Linked DNA regions of Mus musculus: region 2 is linked to region 1. Evidence: chromatin contacts called from public promoter capture Hi-C data. All regions are on one chromosome and are shown on one strand. The core of a region is the stretch at or near the end of the contact, and the rest is flanking DNA. Distances in the headings are between cores, read along the strand shown. Region 1 overlaps Zfp28 (zinc finger protein 28). Region 2 overlaps Usp29 (ubiquitin specific peptidase 29).

Region 1 (7,218 bases), core at 4,025-6,524:
ACTCACATGCTGAACGGGTAACAGGCAGAACTTGGAGCACTAAACTTGAGTGCTCCACTTTCAGAGATCAGGATTCTGAGTGTACGTTTGAAAGGAATGAGCAAGAGACAGTCACTCCGAACAGAGCCTTCTCAGAGGGGAGAGATGGTATGTGTATCGAATCTGGAAGATGGTTTCATTTGAACAGTTCAGACGAGAGAAGTCATAACTGTGACTCAGGTAAAAGTTTCTCCTCAAATCCAGTAGTTGTAAAGGAAACCGGAATCTGTTCAGGAAAAAAACTTTTCCAATGTAATGAATGTAAGAAAACTTTCACCCAGAGCTCCTCCCTTACCGTTCACCAGAGAATTCATACTGGAGAGAAGCCCTATAAATGCAATCAGTGTGGGAAGGCCTTCAGTGACGGGTCCTCCTTCGCACGGCACCAGAGGTGCCATACAGGCAAGAAGCCGTACGAGTGCCCGGAGTGTGGCAAAGCTTTCATACAGAACACCTCGCTCGTTCGTCACTGGAGGTACTATCACACTGGGGAGAAACCCTTCGATTGCATCGACTGTGGGAAAGCCTTCAGTGACCACATAGGGCTTAATCAACACAGGAGGATTCACACTGGAGAGAAACCATACACGTGTGAAGTGTGTCACAAATCCTTTAGGTACGGCTCATCCCTCACTGTGCACCAAAGGATTCATACTGGAGAGAAACCGTACGAGTGTGAGATTTGCAGAAAAGCCTTCAGCCACCATGCATCCCTCACTCAGCATCAACGAGTGCATTCTGGAGAAAAGCCTTTTAAATGTAAAGAGTGTGGGAAAGCTTTTAGGCAGAATATACACCTTGCTAGTCACTGGAGGATCCATACCGGGGAGAAGCCCTTTGAGTGTGGGGAATGTGGGAAATCTTTCAGCATCAGCTCACAGCTTGCCACGCATCAGAGAATTCATACAGGAGAGAAGCCTTACGAATGTAAGGTTTGTAGGAAAGCATTTACACAGAAGGCTCACCTTGCACAACATCAGAAGACTCATACGGGGGAGAAGCCATACGAGTGCAAGGAATGTGGCAAGGCCTTCAGCCAGACCACTCACCTCATTCAACACCAGAGGGTTCATACTGGAGAGAAGCCCTATAAATGCCTGGAATGTGGGAAGGCCTTTGGTGATAACTCATCCTGTACTCAACATCGGAGACTTCACACCGGCCAGAGGCCTTACGAGTGTGTGGAGTGTGGGAAGACATTCAAGACCAAGTCGTCCCTTATCTGTCATCGTAGATGTCACACGGGAGAGAAACCTTATGAGTGCAGTGCATGTGGTAAAGCCTTTAGCCACCGGCAGTCCCTTAGTGTACATCAGAGAATTCATTCGGGGAAGAAACCGTATGAATGTAAGGAATGTCGGAAAACCTTCATCCAGATTGGACACCTTAACCAACATAAGAGAGTCCATACCGGGGAGAGAACGTACAACTACAAGAAGGGCAGGAGGGCCTTCAGGCAGACTGCACACTTTGCTCACCATCAGCAGATTCATTCCGGAAAGTCACCTGCTCACCACTCTTTGCCTTCCACATCGAATCCTGTGGATCTCTTCTCCAAATTCGTCTGGAATCCATCCTCACTGCCATCATCATAACCTCAGAGCCTCGACATTTCCACCACGCTCGTTTACCAGCTCGTCTCTCTCTCCCTTTGTTCATTCTTGTCCCTTATGAGTCCTTCATGTTACAACCAGGTTGGATTATTTTTGGAGTGTAAATGTAATTAATTTGCTCATATAAAGCTTATATTCACTGGTTAATGCCTGAGATGTGTTTAGCACAGTGCCCGATTCATACCAAGTACTCAGCAAACTTGGGTCTTTTGAAAGTGGAAAATGCATTCTAATCAGCTCTGATGGAAACAATGCAATAGAATGAGGCTCGGCGCAACCAGCGTTTAGAGCAGGAAGGGAGTTCTCTGAGTTGGTGATGAGGCTTCCTTCTTTTTCTTGAAAACTTGGTTCTAAGCCAAGGGTATGGTGCGCTCACCTGCAATCCTAGAGTTCATGGATTCAAGGCCAGCTCTAGGCAACTTAGTGAGACCCTATCTCAAAATCAAAACAAAACAGCTGATCCTATAGTGCTGAACTGTATCATGGCTTTGGATTTGAACTGCATGATTATAAGGTAAGCGCTCTTAGTGAGGAGCTTACACTGTACACTTGGCAATAGCCTTAAAGGATAGTCAGCCTAAGTGTATGTAGGCTACTTGGAACAAATCAATCAAAATAATTGGGAAAATGCAAGGTTTTATACCCAGGAAGTTAAATCTCCCAACAAATAAAACTGAAGGATTTGATCTATAGAAAGTCACGGGTTTGTGAATGCATTCTTGGTAAACTTCTAAAGAAGTGTTAACTCTGGGGTAAACTGAGCTACAGTAGAGGGCAGCAAACTAACTTGCAGTCAGACTCTCACTGATTCCTTTTGGAGGGCCCATAATTTAAATTTATGAAGATATGTTTATGTGGTTTTAAATTGGACGAATATTTTCAACATAATTATGTGAAATTTACATCTCAGTGAAGTATTGGCATGAAGGCACAAGTTTACTTACATACTTTTTGTGGTGCTTCTGTCTACAAAGGGAAAGTTGTCCTGTGATGAAGACCATTTGACTCAGAGAGGAAAAAAAGACAATACCTGACTCTTTATGGAGAATGTTTGCTTAACTGTGCAAAAACAGTTGTCCTGTTTTTGTAAATAGAGTTTTATTGAGCCACACCCAGGCACTGGTTTACCAAACCCTTTGGTTAGTTGTTTACAGTGGCAGAATTGAGTAGCTGCACTGGAGACTTTCTGACCCTATAGAGACACAAATACTTAGAGCTGAAGAGTAGAGGAGAGTGTACAAAGGTTTCTAACCCCTCCCACCGCAATAATAAGCCCTGACCAAAAAACAAACTAAACCAAACAAGCCATACAACAACAAAACCCCCAAGAATATTAGGCCAATGCAATGACTCAGCAGGTAAAGGTACCTCTTGCCAATCCTGATGACCCGAATTTAATCCTTGCAATTCAGGTGGTAGAAGGAGAGAACTAATTCAGGAGAGTCCTCCAAACTTCACACAAGTGCTATCACATGCGTACCCCAAACACATACAGTAGATATTTAAAATACAGCTTATAAATCAATTTATGAAGAGATGAAAATATTAAATGAAATAAAGTCTATAAAAGAGAAGTATATGTAGAAGTATTATTAAAATGTTTATAAGTTATCTTTCCAAAAACAGAGTCTCATGAAAGATATGTGGCCAACTTCAGGAAACAATTAGGCAAAAACATAAAGGATTAGTTTTTTAGAAAGATCTGTTTATTTGTTTATTGATCGATTTATTTCGAGGCAGGGTCTTTCTTTGTAGTCTTGGCTGTCCTGGAACTTGCTATGTAGACTAGGCTATCTTTGAATTCACTGTCTCTGCCTCCCAAGTACTGTGATTAAAGGTATGCACCACCAGGCATGGTTTTGTGTGTGTGTGTGTGTGTGTGTGTGTGTGTGTGTGAGAGAGGGGGGGGGGAGAGAGGGAGAGAACCACGTGTATTTGTGTACCCTCAGAGGCGTGTGTGTGTGTGTGTGTGTGTGTGTGTGTGAGAGAGAGAGAGAGGGGGGGGGGAGAGAACCACGTGTATTTGTGTTGTGTACCCTCAGAGGCCAGGAGAGCACTAGATCCTCAGGAGAGCAACTCAGCACAGGAATTTAAAAAAATTAAATATGCTAATTTAATCTAAAGATATTCTTATTTAATACATGCTAATGAATGACAGGAGGCAAAAGTTCAGTCTCCTTTCACTTTGTTACTGTGAGAACAGCAAGCCTTGTATCTGTAGTATAGACACTGCAGTTCATAGCATACACATCTCAAGTCTCAGTTGATGTTGGCACCGTGTGGTGTAGCAGCATCCATAGAACAAAGTACACGTTAGGTATTCAGAGCCAAGGCTGCAATGGAACTGTGTAATGCGACATGGGAGATTGCTACCAGAAAGACCTCATACATGTTGAAATCTGAATTTTTAGTTGTACATTCAGAAGCTTACTGTTGTTTGCATCTTCTTCAGTGTTTATGGTCAGCTAGGCAGCTTAAGAAGCTGAAGTTTGGAGTTTACTGGGGCTTATGGTACATGGACTGTTCAGAACATCCCTGGTGTGTCTGCGCTTTTAGGGGAAAGTCAGCTACTATAGTTGCACACTCAAGGTATGCCCATGTTTACATAAAGGTAGTCTATTTGGCTGTTTTGACTGACAGTCCTTTTGCTTAAAGTAGTCAGGCAGCAAGAGAGGGAGGGGGAGGAGAGGGAGAGGGGAGCTGCCATCTGGAGGCTCAAATTTCCACATCCAACATCTTTGCCAAGTAACAAGAAAATTAACAACACTGGAGGTGTTTCTATGAATTTAAACAACTTTACATTAATAGTAGTAATGACTTTTGTTTGTATATTTGTTTCTTTTTTGAGACAGAATCTCTACATAGCCCTGGTTGTCCTGGAACTCACACTATGTGGACCAGGCTCACCTGAAACTCAGAGATCAGCCTGCCTAATTTTGTCTCCTGATTGCTGGGATTAAAGGTTTGTGCTTCCATGCCCAGCTAGTAGTGACTTTAAGAGTATGCTTTAATTATGTGAACATCTGCCTGGAGCATAAGAGACAGGTGGGTCATCATCTGTTCTGAAGCTCCTATGTGTCAAACACTTTTGTCACCGAAAATAAAGCCCCGAATAGGGTGAAGATGTGTAGTCTTGGGATGTTCAGCCTCGTAGACCTGGGGATTAGGGTGGGTTATGTCAGGAAGCTAAAGCATGAAATGGGTTACGCATTGAAATCACAAGTACACAAATCATAATCAAGTATTTTCCTCCTATCTTTTACTCTGTGTCCCCGATGCCTTCTAAATCTCACTCACTGCCCTCAGCTGTCTTCTACTGCAGAAGCCACAGCCGCCTCCTTGGCTTTAAAGCTTCTCATTTTAATTATATCCAGGCCTCATCTTCGCAAGCTGATAGTCACCTCTGAGCCGGTGTTCTATGGTCCGCCCTTCTTCTAGACTCAGACACGAGGCTGTGTGGTTTCTATTGACTGTATTCTAAAACGGGGGACATCAACTAGGGAAAGAGTGGCGACCAATTGACCTACTGAAGAGGCTTCTTGTCATTCTCTTGTGAAAACCTTGATCTAGATTCGCCGAGCGAGGACTACATTTCCCAAGTGCCATTGCGAGGGATCACTCGCCCACCTCCGGTATAAACCGGAAGTCACTGATACTTCAGCCCAGTCTTGGTGGATGTGGGATGGAAGTTAGACCTGGGTAAACTGCCAAGATTGGTGTCCTGGTCGGCGCAAGTGTGGTCTGGCATCCGTGGAACTGACACATGTGTTTTGTGTGAATGTGGGGATGTGGGTCTGTCTGGAAGGAGGCTGCGGGGAAGTGTGAAACGGGATGCATGGTGGAAGGGGCATGTGCCACCCGGCTTGCTTTCAAGTCCCAGCAGAGGGATGGTTGTGTGTACTGGAATGAGTGAAACACTTGAAAGCGGTTGAGGCGATACTCTTTCACTATCAGATGCGTGGCTTCAGGTGTCAAACTCCAGAATCCAGAGACAGTGTGCAGGCAGCTGAAGTATTTCTTGCTTGACCTTTCTGGAAGAGATAGAGCTCAGGACTCTTCTAGAAGCAATCACTACTTAGGTAAAAATGACAGATAGTTTGGGTCTGGCTAAAATAGCAAAAAGTCGAGATTTGAGGAAGATGTAATTTGCAGTGCCAAGTCTAGAGGGTGTCGGTGGTCTCCAGTGCTGGTAAACTCGTCTGAAGATTTGGAAGCCACTGATTTATACTATGGATCCAAGTTCAGGAGGGACCTTGACTTGCCCAGAGCTACTTAACCGGGCTCTGCTACATTCCTTTAGGGTGCTGCATACCAGCATTTCGTTTTTCACCTGTCAGGTCCTTGTCCTGTCTCGATAGACTAAGACTTTGGGTTGGAGAGGAGGCTCACAGCTCTATTTAGAAATGTCAGGGGATTCCAAGCTTTGATTCTGTGCAAGAATGTATTCACCTTTCCCTTGCTTCCTTTCTCTCACCGCCCATCCTAGTGACAAAGAGGGAGGGGAGAAGAATTGCTGTTCACAGTCCTCTGAGCCACTTAGAGTGTTCCATTCATTCCAGCACACTATGCTTGCTTCCCTGGACAGAGGTACAACAGCTAATGTTTATTGAGTGCTTATTATGTGACAGACACAGGCTGGGTCTCTAAGACCTTTGGGGAGTATTAATAGAAGAGTGTGAAATTAGGAAATACTTAGTCTTTTTTTTTTTTTTTTAAACAGATGAGGACTTTGAAGCACAAAGGGGACAAATAATCACCAGGAAGTAGAAGAGGCAGGATTCAGAGTCAGCAAGTGATGACTGCAGCATCCACTCTTCTTGCTGTCATGAACTCCCCGCAGGGTCTGTACAAGGTAGAGATTGTTAACACCCTTTGACAGCTGTGCCAGATGGTTAAGTAACATCAAGAGTTCTGTCTTCAAACTTCCACTCCAGGAGTTTTTGTTTTTTATATCTGGTGGTTTGATATGCTTGGCCCAGGGAGTGGCACTATTGGTGTGGCCCTGTTAGAGTAGGTGTGGCCTTGTTGGAGTATGTGTGTTACTGTGGCTTGAAGTGTGTCACCCCAGCTTCCTGGAAGCCAGTATTCTGCTAGCAGCCTTCAGATGATGATGTAGAACTCCCAGCTCCTCCTGTACCATGCCTACTTGGATGCTGCCATGTTCCTGCTTTGGTGATATTTGACTGAACCTATGAACCTGTAAGCCAGCCCCAATTAAATGTTATAAGACTTGCCTTGGTCATGGTGTCTGTTCACAGCAGTAAAACCCTAACTAAGACAATGAATCTTAGTTCTCAGGTTAAATGGAGAATTCTAATATATTCTTCATAAGATTTTTGTAAGGATTAAATGAGCTCACACATACTAGGTGCCGTCCCTGCCACGTATAAATTCAGTTAAGTGTTCATTTTTATTATAATAATCTTTTGGAAAGGCCATGGAATTTATAATAAAGAAGTCAGAATCAGGGGCTGAGTAGATGTGTCAGCAGTTAAGGGCACTTGCTGCTCTTGTAGAGGATCTGGGTTCAATACCCAGCACCCACAGGGTGGCTTACCACCATCTG
Region 2 (7,036 bases), core at 1,859-4,358, 540 kb after region 1:
GCCTCCAACTGCCTGCAGGGGAAGCTCTCTTCTGGCCTCTGTAGTCTCACACACACACATACTCAGACACACTATGTACACACAGACACATACATTTTTTAAAAATTTGTTTGTTTGTTTGTTTTTTGAGACAGAGTTTCTCTGTGTAGCCCTGGCTGTCCTGAGACTTACTCTGTAGCCCAAGCTGGCCTTGAATTCAGAGGTCCACCTGCCTCTGCCTCCCAGAGTGCTGGGATTAAAGGTGTGCACCACTACCCAGCTTTAAAAAATCATTTTAGAAAGCAAATCTAAATTTAATATTTACAGCATTATAATCTATGCAGTCCATATTCACATATAAAGTACTCCAACAATTTATGGCTGTCAATTTTTTTTCTGTGTCACATCAGGTTATACACTGATATACTGTGTCATTGTTTCATTTCTTGTGCTTCTTTAACCTGTAATGATTTCTGGCTTACGGGTTCCCAATACTGACATTTACATTAAAAAAACAGAGGAGAGCAGCCAGAATGTGACTTTACAGATAAGTTCTTTTCTTCTACCTTCACTAAAGTCTGAGGACTGACTGCAGGCCACCAGGCTTTCCCCGGAAGTGACTTTACATGCCGAGGCATCTCAAAGAGCCAGAAAGACATTGACATAATTTTGGGGGGAAGGGGTTGTTTGTTTAAGAAAAAGTCCCACTCTGCAGACTTGGCTGGTCTTGAATTCACTGAATTCACTTTCATCAGTCCCCCAGGCTTGATGCTGACATTTTTTTGAGGAATACAGAGTAGTCTGTAGAGTGTCAACCTAGATCTGTCTGACGATTCCCAACTCTCAAAGATTTTCATCTTGGTGCATGTGTGTCTTTGTCTCTTTCTCAGTTCATCCTTTTGTAAATTTGTGCCATGCCAAGAAGTGGTGGCTCACTTCTTTAACTCCAGCCCTTGGGAGCCAGAGGCAGACAGATCTCTGAATTCAAGGCCAGCTTGGTCTACAGAGTGAGTTCCAGGACAGCCAGAGCTCTACAGGAAAAACCTCATCTCAAAGGTAAGCAAGTAAGCAAGTAAGTAAATAAATAAACAATAAGCTTATGACATATTTTTTTTTTGACCCAACACTGGAGCTATTGGCCTTGATACTGTCTAACTTGTCCCCTGGTTGATGAAGTTACTATTTTCCATTGTCAATTACCCATGTAAATATTGTTTCTCTTTCTACTTTCGCACAACAAAGATTTATTTACACATTTTTCTCCAGTGTTTGGCTTCACACCCATGAGGGTACGGGTGGGACATATTGTAATCAAGGGGCTGTTAAAAGGGTAGAGGCCTCTGAAGGAAAGACTCAAGAGCATTGTTAGCCTGAGCTCAATCTGACCTTGAGTAAAGATGGAAGGAGAGAGCTTACTCACTCTGTAAAATTATCCTAATCACTCCTCCAGGGGACCAAAGGGTGATTCCCAAGACCTGTAGCGGGGACTCACAGTTGCCTGTAACTCCAACACCAGGGGATTTAATGTCCTCTTCTGCCTTCCTTGGTCACCTGCCCACTTGTGCACAACCACCTATCTACCCCCCCCACCCCCCACATAAATGTTTAAATAAAGTTTGAAAGGGAAGGGTAGGGTAGATGGTAAATCTGGAGGAATTACATTGGGGAATGAGTATGACCAAGATAATTTGTATGCATGCATGGCATTCTCATTTTACTTTTTAAAAATCTTACACTTGTAAATATGAGTGGACAGGCACATGCCATAGGCCACACGTGGAGGCCAGAGGACAACTTGCAGGAGTCAATTTTTTATTTTCTTCTACTATGCAGGTCTTGGAGGTGGAACTTACATCGTCACACTTGGCTGAAGGCTCCTTTATCCTCTGAGCCACCTCACTGGCCCCACAAATCCAGGTTCAGTAACCACCGATTACTGTTTCCTTAGTTATTGCATGCGAGATGACACATGATGGCTTTCTGGCCCCACATTCCTGGATGTATCTCTGTTAGAATTCTTCTCTGAGTCTCTGTTTTCTCTTATCCCACCTTAATTGCTTCCATGCTGATTTTGCGGGTTTTAACGTAATTAAGGGCTTGTTTACAATTTGCTACTTTCAGAACCTGTCTTCTCCCGAGCAGCTCACATTCTGATTCTGGATCTTTGCAAGCTTCTTGACACTTGAGAAAAAGAAAAGCCCCCCCTGCTTTCCAGACACAACGAGACATTCTAGTCTCCTGTTTCCCTGCCCTGCCCTGCAGTTGACTAATTATCCACAGAGTTCCAGGTCCCCTGTGAGTAGAACACAATGTCAAAATCAAGATCTGAGCCCTGGGTGTGCCTTTTTTATTTTCCATGTTTTGGGGAATACCGAAGACTGTAGGATTTTTATAGAAAGAACGAGACGATTTGTTACTTTTTTACGCTTTTAAGAAATTATTCCATTTTGTTTCATTTTGTGTGCATTTCTGTGTACGGAGGGGTTCTGCATGAGTGCCCTGGCCTCATGCGGAGGGCTGAGGACAGCCTGTGGGAGTTCATTCTGTCATTCCACAGTGTGGATCCCAGGGGCTGAACTGAAGTCATTAGTCTCAGCTGCTAGCGTCTTTACCTGTTCACCTACTTCCCTGCAGGAGCCTTTACTGTTGACTGTTCAGGGCAAGCGTCTTTACCTGTTGACTCACTTCCTTGCAAGCGACTTTACTGTTGACCCATTTCACTGGGACCGCAGTTTTAACTTGTTTTTGAGACTGTCTCAGGTAGCCCAGACTGCCCTGGAGTCTAGACTTTAGTTAAGGAAGATTTTCATCTCCCAAACTTCCTGCTTCCTTCACTGGGACACGTTTACACTTTTAGGAGACCACTCAGGTCTCCCATATGGAAAAACTTAAGTGCTAAGAAAAGTTTCCAAAGATACAACTTTTCCAACCGCACCCTTCTCCATTTCCAAATTGGGTGAATTTAAAGGACATCTTACAGCCAGGTAAAATAAGCAAGATACAGTGACATGATGTCACTTACTGGCAGGATCTAAAAACATGGACTCATTGGAGCAGACAAATGGTAGCTACCACAGCCTGGGTTTGGGGGTGATGGGGGTTAAGGAAATTGATCAAAACCTCAAATCTGCTGGGCATGGTGGCACACGCCTTTAATCCCAGCACTCGGGAGGCAGACGCAGCCAGATTTCTGAGTTCAAGGCCAGCCTGGTCTACAAAGTGAGTTCCAGGACAGCCAGGGCTATACAGAGAAACCCTGTCTGGAAACAACAACAAAACAAAACAAAAACAAAAACAAAAACAAAAACAAAAAAAACCAACCAAACCAAAAAAAAAAAAAAAAAAAAAAGAAAAGAAAGAAAGAAAGAAAGAAAGAAAGGAAGGAAGGAAGGAAGGAAGGAAGGAGGTGAGGTGTGAGGTAGAATCTCAGGGTTGTTTTGATTTGCATTTCCCTGATGATTAAGGATGCTGAACCCAAAAAAACAAACAAACAAACAAACAAAAAACCCAAAAATGGTTCCACTTTTTCTGGGTGTGGTGGCGCATGCCTTTAATCCCAGCATTTGGGAGGCAGAGGCAGGCCGATTTCTGAGTTCGAGGCCAGCCTGGTCTACAAAGTGAGTTCCAGGATATCCAGGGCTACACAGAGAAACCCTGTCCTGAAAAACCAAAAAAAAAAAAAAAAAAAGAGAGAGACAATGGGGACTAGAGAGATGGCTCATTGGTTAAGAGCAATGACTGCCCTTCCAGAGGACTCGGGTTCAATTCTAAGCACCCACATGGTAACTCACAGTTGAGATGGGTCAGTGGTTAAGAACACTGACTGCCCTTCTAAGAGGGGTTCAGTTCCTAGCACCTACATGACAGCTCACAATTGTCCCTAACTCTAAGATCTGACATCCTCACACAGAAATACATGTAGGCAAAACACCATAAAATTAAAATGCATAAATTATTTTTAAAACTACATGATAACAATAAATGTAATTCTAAAATATTTTTAAAGGTACTATGCCCACCAGAGGGATATATGGCAAAGTTACAGTGGAGCAGCAGGAACAGGAGAAAAACATGGTCGTTAGTGAATTACACTGTGCAAATACAGAGCCTGGGCTTGTGGAGAGAAGGCAGCCAGAGTGTTTACCATTTCCCTGGCAGCCAAAAGAAAGCTCTACTCTCAAATCAGCAGCGGAATTTTCCACTGAGCTAAAGGCCAGGCTTCATTCCGGGAGTTATATACCTCCCTGTGTAATTAAGGACGGAAAAGGTCTCGTTTAGACATAAAACAATGTGGACAGTCTTCTGAGACTGTCTGTTTAAAGTCACATCTGTCTAAAGAGCCATCTGGCTTGCAAATTTCCCCTTGATTGTATCCTTCATTTTCATCCAAATTTTGAGAGCTGACAACATTGAATTTTATAATTTGCAGGCTTTATTGCTTCAGGGTGGGAGGGTTGGGAGGGTGAGACAGGGTGAGGGTCTCACTTGGAGCCAAGGTTGGCCTGGAATGATGTGGCCTAGGTTGGCTTTGAACTCTCAAGATCCTCTTACCTCAGCCCTGTAAGGCTGGAGTTTCTAGGTGTGAGCCACCATGCCTGGCAATTTAATTCTTAAGAAGTGTTTATCAGTGTCTGGTAAAAAAATCAGTGTTTAGTGGGATAGTTTATGGAGTTTACTTCTTTGATACAGTTTTAACTAAAAAAGAAGCATTTTATATTATAATTTTGAGTTCTTTTTTAATCATTATCACCATTACTAGGTTTAGGAGTTGGAGATGTTTTTGTTGTTGTCCTTGTCTTGAAACAAAGTATCACTATGGAGATGCAGCTAGCCTCAAACTCTTGAGATCTGCCTCCCTCTGCCTCCTGAGTGCAGTGAGCACCACCACCAAGGCTATTTGGGATTTTGAAAAGATGTGGTTCTACAAAGTCCACGCTTGCTTACAACATCAAATCCAGAATGAAATCTGGCAAAAACAAAACAAACAAGAGCCGGGTGGTGGTGGTGCACACCTTTAATCCCAGCACTTAGGAGGCAGAGACAGGCAGATTTCTGAGTTTGAGGCCAGCCTGGTCTACAAAGTGAGTTCCAGGGCAGCCAGGGCTATACAAAGAAACCCTGTCTCGAAAAACTAAAAAACAAAACAAAACAAACAAACAAACAAACAAAAAAAGAAACAAAGGGAGGGGGAGGCAGGCAACTCTTTGTGAGTTTGAGGCCAGCCTGGTCTACAGAGTGAGTTCCAGGACAGCCAGGGCTACACAGAAACAAAACAAAACAAAACAAAACAAAACAAAACAAAACAAAACAAAACACCTTCTCCAGATCAGTTCACACAAATTGTAACTCTTTGTTTTGTCTGTCTGTTTGTTTGTTTGTTTTTTCCTGATGTACTCCCACAGTTAGCTATTTTGTGGCTTCTTTCTTCTTCCAACAACCTTGTATCTTCATGGGAGTCGCCCCGGTGTCTTTGGCACAGAGCAGACTTCTTTAGTGTTTGGTACCAATATCCACACCTGATCTCTGCTCTGCAGTTTGCTCGCCATTCGAACACAAAGTCTTAGAAGATGGGGTTTGAAATCCACAGTATTTGGCAGGATTGCCCGAATTGGAGAAACTCAATGAACTTTTTTGTTTTTTTTGTTTTTTGTTTTTTGTTCTTTTTTAATTCTTAGGTTTTGTTTCCCAAGTACTGGGAGTTGAGCATAGAACCTGTGCTTAGAGGAAAGTGCTGCAGCCACAAGCTGCATTCTAGATTCATTTTCATTTTTGAGGTAAGGTCTCATATAGCTTGATTTTATTTTATTTTTTATTTTTTTGGTTTGGTTGGATTTTTGCTTTGTTTTGAGACAAGGTCTTACCACCTAATCCTAGCTAGCCTTGAATCCATTACGTAAATCAGGCTGACCTTGAACTCAAAGAGACCTACCTGCCTCTGCTTTCTCATTACTAGGCATAAATGGGCATGCCGCCACATCTAGCTACGGGGATAAGCTGGTTTGGAATTCCACAAGTAGCTAAGGATGGCCTCAAATTCCTCCTTCCAACTCTTAAGTGAAGTTGAACTATAAGAATTATATATATTTACAGTACACAACATGGATGCTCTGATATATGTGTCAATCAAACTATTGACAAACCATCCCCTCTCCATGGTGAGAACATTTAAGATCTGTCCTAGTGACTTCCAAGTAACATTACCATTAAATTGAATTGTTACACTGTCCGAAAGAACATGCAAAAGAAGAAATGGGAGCCCAGAAGCCAAAAAAAACCTCCACCCAATGACACACAGGCCGGTGTGAGATGCAGCCAGAGTATAAACTCAAATCCTCACGCCCTTGCTCTCCAGCCCTGCTGCTGTGCTGGCCTCCTGACACTTGATAGGTAAGTGCAGTCTGCTCCCCGGCTGCCTCCTTCTCGAAGCTCATCTATCCTTGTCCCTGTAGGGTAAATGCTTTGAAATATTTTAGAGCAACTGCAGCAACATCTTAAGAGGCCCGATTTCCCTAGTCATGCTCAAACTGTTTTCATCAATATCCTATGTGCGCCACCTGCTGGCCGATGACTGCAGTTACTGATGAACGGCCTTAAGGCTCTAGAATGTTCCAAAAATTCGATGAACGCAGAAGTCCCAGCACTGAGGACGGGTCTGTGTAGCAGGTTCTAGGGAAGCCTATGTTACATGAGAACCTCTCTAAAAAGTCAAATAAGCTGGGAATGTGGATCATTTGATAGATTGCGTGCCTAAAAAGTGCAAAGCCCTGGGTTCAATTCCCAACAAGGCCTAATCCAATCCTGGGGAAGGAAGAAAAGAAAGAAAGAAAAGAAAAGAAGGAAGGGAGGGAGGGAGGGAGGGAGGGAGGGAGAGGGGGGGAGAAGAGAGACAGAGACAGAGAGAGACAGAGAGAGCCAAGGTCATCCTCAGCTACAGTGAGTTTGAGGGCAGCCTAGCTCAGACTAAATGAGACCCGGTCTCAAAACAAAACATCAAAGAAGTTCCCTGGGTACAGTATACACCCATACCTTTTTAAAAATTCCTCTCCTTCCCAGGTTT

Evidence for each region. Promoter capture Hi-C pulls out the DNA fragments that hold promoters and counts their contacts.
Region 2: a contact with region 1 is called in a promoter capture Hi-C map of cranial neural crest. The contact joins two enhancer-like sites. A contact is called at or near these places in 11 of 39 promoter capture datasets (the 3T3-L1 cell line, the C10 cell line, the HPC-7 cell line and 8 more), 5 of 115 datasets of contacts at active chromatin or transcription factors (the 230-238 cell line, bone marrow-derived macrophages, embryonic limb bud and 2 more) and 1 of 9 other capture datasets (adipose tissue).

Annotation. Positions count from the first base shown.
Region 1 is chr7:6,393,412-6,400,629 of GRCm38.p6, forward strand. Zfp28 (zinc finger protein 28) reads left to right here. Exons shown (of 7, transcript NM_175247.3): 7 at 1-3,226. The coding sequence ends at 1,634. Among named protein-coding and RNA genes, the nearest start is that of Zfp28, 14 kb to the left of the region's middle. Within about 2 kb of position 5,275, at least 170 of the 459 cell types and tissues checked have an H3K27ac peak or open chromatin away from gene starts, as enhancers often do.
Region 2 is chr7:6,930,788-6,937,823 of GRCm38.p6, forward strand. Usp29 (ubiquitin specific peptidase 29) reads left to right here. Exons shown (of 8, transcript NM_001360502.1): 4 at 870-1,035; 5 at 1,813-1,896. Among named protein-coding and RNA genes, the nearest start is that of Zim3, 42 kb to the right of the region's middle. Within about 2 kb of position 3,109, at least 28 of the 459 cell types and tissues checked have an H3K27ac peak or open chromatin away from gene starts, as enhancers often do.